Regions from separate parts of the Columba livia genome. Here region 1 is linked to region 2. A link is a contact called in public Hi-C data. All regions are on one chromosome and are shown on one strand. Each heading gives the region's core, a stretch centred on a gene start, on an enhancer-like site or on the middle of the called end of the contact. The rest is flanking DNA. Distances are from core to core; before and after follow the strand shown. Region 1 has its middle 12 kb from the start of MAP4K4. Region 2 overlaps MAP4K4 (mitogen-activated protein kinase kinase kinase kinase 4).

What was found. A called contact is a pair of places that touch in the nucleus more often than the background predicts.
Region 1: a contact with region 2 is called in a Hi-C map of crop, with 2.0 times the contacts expected there. The contact joins two enhancer-like sites. A contact is called at or near these places in 2 of 2 Hi-C or Micro-C datasets (crop and liver).

What each region holds. Positions count from the first base shown.
Region 1 is chr1:68,415,161-68,418,232 of bColLiv1.pat.W.v2, forward strand. No RefSeq gene overlaps it. Among named protein-coding and RNA genes, the nearest start is that of MAP4K4, 12 kb to the left of the region's middle. Within about 2 kb of position 1,316, at least 1 of the 3 cell types and tissues checked has an H3K27ac peak away from gene starts, as active enhancers do.
Region 2 is chr1:68,370,005-68,372,789 of bColLiv1.pat.W.v2, forward strand. The region is part of intron 2 of MAP4K4 (mitogen-activated protein kinase kinase kinase kinase 4); the gene reads right to left. Among named protein-coding and RNA genes, the nearest start is that of MAP4K4, 34 kb to the right of the region's middle. Within about 2 kb of position 1,432, at least 2 of the 3 cell types and tissues checked have an H3K27ac peak away from gene starts, as active enhancers do.

The DNA.
Region 1 (3,072 bases), core at 66-2,565, 45 kb after region 2:
AACCCTTGCAGCAACATCAAGATCAGACTCTTAGACTAAGGCACCCAGGACCACACTGTACCCCAGCACCCAGACCACCACAGTGTGTTCGTGCAGTCTGGCTTCCTACAGCATGTGCAGGCATCATGCTGCAGAGCAAAACCACCTCTGCCAAGTTAGATTAGACTCTTCTATCCAGATGCTGCCCAGATGTGTGCCAGCCAGTGCAAAAAGGGTTTTTATGCTATGTTGCCTCATCATATTTCAAAAGGCAAAACAAGACAGGTTGTGTCATCTTGCAGTGCCCGTCAAGCATTTGCCACTCCAGCACAGGGCCTATCACTGCCAAGGATGTACGTTACCTCCTTACTGCTTGTCATCGCAGGCTGAGGACAGTTTATGAGTAGGAAAGATCAATCAAAAGCGTGATGAAGTGAAGATCTTCTGCCCCAGTAAGATCCTGTTGATGGATGTATGCAAAGGAGTCTGGACTAACAACTGCAAAGGAGGATCTAAGATATTTCCGTAGTGAACCGTCTTGTCCTGGCTGCAGTTTTCCACAGCTCTCCTCTGCTCATTCCAAAGGCATGAACAAGTAACCAGTTCCCTAGACTCCCCTGGACTCAGAGCTGAGGAGCCCAGCCACACAATGAATCTGCAGGGCTGGGTTTGGGGCCCTTGGCTTTGACCCAATGTAGCAGATCAGGTCCCATTATTCAAAGTGCCATTGAGCTGTACCCCTGAAATACTCACATTTGGAATAATAAAGCAGAGTTCCAACCTGCTCCTAATTTGCTGGTATAAATGTTTAATCTGCAGTGCTTTGTGATTTTCCTGTCCTTTTCAGTTGTCTGATTGTTAGTCTTATTTGTAGGCTAAGAGATGTTCATCAAATCTGACTGCATTTTATGGTGTGTAAAAATTTACTCTAGGCAACAGTAGATAAACTTCTACACAAGTATCAGAGGTGGGAGTCTTCCTAAATGCTGTAAGATGTCTACAGCGTAGAAGTCCAAACTTGACCTCTTTACATCTCTCTTCATAGTAGTCAGTAGAGAAAGAAGGGAACTTCTTGGGTATGATTCATCTCATGAGAAATAGGTCACATGAATCACTTGCTAGAAATGCCTATTTGTATTGACTCAGAAGGAGTGTAGGTACAAAACTCAGGCACAAATGGTTACACTGTGAATGTCCGAAGTTAGATGGGATGAATCCCACATGCCTCATCTGGACTTGATACCCTATAAAACCCCTTTTTTCCTCATCTATTCCCATATCAGGTGTGCATTTGTCAGCCTCTTGGGTGTCTCTGAGTATCTGCTGCAAAAGAGCTAGTTTGTCCCTTCACCCAGGAGTGCCAAACACCACTCCATCAACATAGTTGAGGGAAAATACAAGTTAGGGTAGCGGGGCTTGTCAGGAGGATCAGCAATCAGGATCACAGAATGGGTGGCACCTCTGGGAACTGTCTAGTCTGACCCCTGCTCAGAGCAGGGTCAGCTAATGCAGGTTGCTCAGGACTGCACACTCAGGTTTTGAGTATCTCCAAGGATGAAGACTCCACAACTTGTGGTCACCCTTTTAGTAAAGAAACATGGGGTTTTGTAATGTTGAAATGGTATTTCTTGTATTTCCGTTTATGCCAAGTGCCTCTTTTTCTTTTACTGGGCACCACTTAGAGTTTGACTTCATTGTCTTTAGTCACCCCACTGAGTATTCATACACATGGATCAGATCCCCTTGAGACTTCTCTTCTCCAAGCTGGACAATCCCAGCTCTCTCAGCCTCTCCTCATATGTCAGTCCCTTCATCATGTTCATGGCCATTTGCTGACTTGCTGCAGTAAGTTCCTGTCTCTTTTGTACTGAGGAGCCCAGAACTGGACCCAGCACTCCTGATGTGTCTGCCAGTGCTGAACAGATGGGAATAATCACCTCCCTGGACCTGCTGGCGACCCTCTTCTTAACGCATCCCAGGGGCTGCTGGCATCATCTCGAGCTATTGCACTGGGCCGGGGTAGAGGGCAGCTGCCAGCATGACTGTAGTTTGCTTTCCAGGAATGCCAGAAGCATGTTTCCTAGTTAAAGAGCCACAGCCTTTAGGCAAGCCAAGAAAGGCATGCTAGGGAGGACCCTTCATGGGGAAACTGTATGTGTGGGAGGGCAGGCAGGGAGTTCATAAGGAGAACCACTATTCTGGTACAAGACTTCAGCAGCTTCTGGAAAAAGAGCTACGTAGAATCATAGAATCATTTAGGCTGGAAAAGATCTTGTGGGTGGTGGGTGGGTGGTAAGAAAGGGGCAGCTGCTCTCCATGCAAAAGGAGATTTGCCCTGGTGCTGGCAGACAGGGTAAAAAAAACAAGACGAGAGGTTAAGTGTGATGAGAGGAGAAAGCGGTGGCCAGGTGGAAGAAGATTTGTCCACAGATACAGGGTGTCCAAGGGAATGAAGGCTCTGACATTTATGCAGATGGCATTGTGTGTGGTCCTTCTTGCCCCAGAGCCGCATTTCTCAAGACTATTGCCACAGTTGTTTGCACGTGGATGGAGTGTCCTTTTAAGCATTGGATTCTGCTAGAGCCATTTGGATTGAAAGGGGCCCCCACCACCCTTGCTTGGACTGCGAAGAACACAGATTTACCATGCTGATCTGAAAGTTGTTCTCCATTCTGGCTTTGAAGTGGTATTGTGCACAGTGCTAGCAAGCCTTCAGCCTCTCTTAAAGATTTTCAAGACAGATAAAGATGGAGCACTTATTAATGTGGAGATCCTCAGGGGAAAACTGCAGAATACAAAGGATCAATGGCCATGACAGAAAATAATTTCTGCTCTCTGAAAAACATTCCTTTGCCCTCTATGTGGAACACAGCACATGTGGGTTGGACTGTCCATTATCTAAAGGATTATCTAAACAAATACAGCAAGTCATTTTTTGCACATTTTGGTACAATGCTCTAGTAAAACTTGTGAGAGAAGTTAGGTTTGCTGTATTTTGACCTTCAGCAGGTCATTTCATCTCCCCTTGGGCCTTCGTTCCTCATCTCTCTCAGAAAGGCGTAATGAAAAAGAACACAGGGCTGATGAGCGGCA
Region 2 (2,785 bases), core at 182-2,681:
AACATTAGTTAGAGAGTTTTGGGAGGCACTGTCACATCTTTATCAGGAGGAGCCCATTCCTACACCTGGGAGACATTGCACCTCAGTGGTATGGACATCCTCATGTGCTGAAAGATGAACTTTGGGGAAATTAGCACCACCCTTTGAGGAACCATTTTCCTTGCAAAAGGTCACTCCTCTAGAGCCCCTTACGCAATTCCGTATTTGATCCCAGGCAAACAAACCGGGCCCAGTCCAAATTCAGAATGTCACTTCTTAGTTTCTTAGGTGGTCCTAATGGAATAGTCTAAGACTAAGGCTTATGCTTCTTCAACAATACAGAGAAATAAAGTAGAGGAAGGCTGAACCATTATCTCGGATTGTGCAAGAACAAAGCTACCAACCGCATTTCCTTGAATCTAAGATTTTTCCCATCTTGCAGTTTGGAGGAGCAGATGCACACGTGGAATTAAAAGTAGATATCTGGGCTAGGAAGTAGGATTCCCATGGTTTGCCATTACACAGAGCTACAAGCACGTCTTTCCACCCATCAGTGAGAATGAAGGCATTCAGGCAAACAGGCCAGGTCACCAAATCAAGTCTTCCCTTTATTTCCACAGCTAAGAAGGAAGATGGGAGCTCTAACACGAAGCAAGCTTTCCAACTTTTCTTTAGCAGCCTACAGAAATTCTCAAACTTGTTTTCAAGGCCTCCCAAGAAATCAAGGGCTGGGGAATGGGTTTGAGTTACCAAGCCGGGCAGCAAACATCCCATGCATTGTGGGGATATGCAAAAACAGAAAAGGAAAAAGCACAAATGGGATTTGGGAAGAAGAAAAGAATATAAGCAGAAAAAGGAATGCAAGAGTTTCACTTCTGGTTTGTTTTCTGGTTTTAATTTTCAATTTAAAATACCTCCTACAAAAGGCTTTCAGATTATACAGGCAAGTATTGTGTAGGCTACAATACAGACTCTTAAAACACAAACAAGAGAAGGATTTTGTTTATGCTGACAGAGCAAATTGAGCAGACCAAAACCTATCTTCAAATATTTATTTTCACATTGTGAATGTCAACATTCTTTTCTGTCTTCAGGACAAGTGGAGTGGGTAAGGTACAGTCACTGTACAAGCCAAGGTCAAACACATCCCTCCAAGGTTTGATTTGGCTAGATACCACTGGAGGACTTATTTGTGCAAGCTTGGAGATATGTAATCAAGCAGGAGACTGCAGAGATTCCTGAGAATTTGTGGGAAGAGAAGGGTGTATTTATTAGTGTTTTAAATTATGAACAGGTGAAGGACTAATTGTTAAAACAACAAGGGGGCCAGAGCTCAGAGGAGGCCCACAAGTGCCTGTGCAGCAGGGTTCCCACCTAAATCGCAGACCCCCCCACACATGTACCCTTGACCTCACAGTCTAAGGAGGGAGGGCAGGCTTGTGTAATGAAAGGGCAAAATAAATATCTGAGGCACTTAAGCTGTATTTTTTCTACACTTCGATTTCTTTCACAGCAGCAGCGCTGTAAAATGACCTTTCTGGCTAGAGCCCACCATTCTTCAGGAGGTTTTCAAGGAGCATAATTTCAGAAAGGGTTTTGCAGTCGACCCTCTGCAAGGCAAACAGCCATCAAAAGCACATGCACGTGTTTGTACATTTCCGTGGGGGGAGGTGTCAATCAAGTTTTCTGCGGAGAGCCCACGTGTGTGCCTTCCTGCCGTGGGGATTGCTGCACACAGGGATCCCAACAGCTAAACTGCAAGTGCTGCCAGAATGCAAAGAATTCAAGTGCAACAGCTGGACCAAGACTAAGCTGTCTGGAAATACCGGAGCAATCTACCACCACCCTAATGGCTGCAATTAACTTACCCTAGCACTGACTTTTTTGGTTGGTTGGTTGGGGTTTTTTGTTTGTTTTTAATGGCCCCTAAAAAAAAAAAAAAAAAAAGACACAGACACCAAGCACTTGCCCTTGTGCAAAATCTTTCCACCATAAAGAATTTGGTTCCTGAAGAAGTTCAATATTAGCTTAAGCAGAAGCATAAACAGGCTGAGGCGTAAAACACAAAGACATAAAATTCTCCATTGTGGATTTTTTGGTATTTTTTTTTATGTGGGTCAGTCCACAGGGTGTACATGTCCTATATGTCCCAACTGCACCCACACATACACACTGATCGTGTACCATTCCAGGGTACCTCTAACTACAGATTAGGCCAGGATGCAGCAACCAAAAACATCTCTCTAAAAAATGTCATCTCTTCTAGTGTTGCACTGGGAAGAGTTACTAAGAAACATAGCAAAGCAACCCTTTAGCCATCAGTTTTAGCCAACAGTCGTTTCAACCAGCCGTGGGTCAGACCTTTTCACCTTTAGCTGATCCTGTGGCAAAACCTTCCTCATATTACCTCTGTGAGAGCCTCTAACCCCTTTTTCCACTATTGCTTCTTCACCAAAGTTCAAAGAGGGGTACTCTGGCAAACAAAAACTATGTTAACTTTTCCACTGCTTGTCCAGCATGCAATTCATTTCAGGGGTAAGTTCAGAGCCTTTTATCAGGACAGTCACACACAAGCATCGCAGTTTCCATCTCCAGCTGCCAGATGGCCCAGTAGGTGAGGCACAGGCAAAAAGCAGCCAGGATGCTGGTTTGGTAACCAGAAACTCCACACAGGTGTTTTGTCTTCTGCTCCAGGTCTTCTTCTGAGTCACCTGTCTAAGACTTGCAGCATAGGGTCATCGCCCCGAGCAAGACAATAGTGATGTGTAAAGGAAAAAGGGAACATTTAAAGACATTTTTTGTTGGT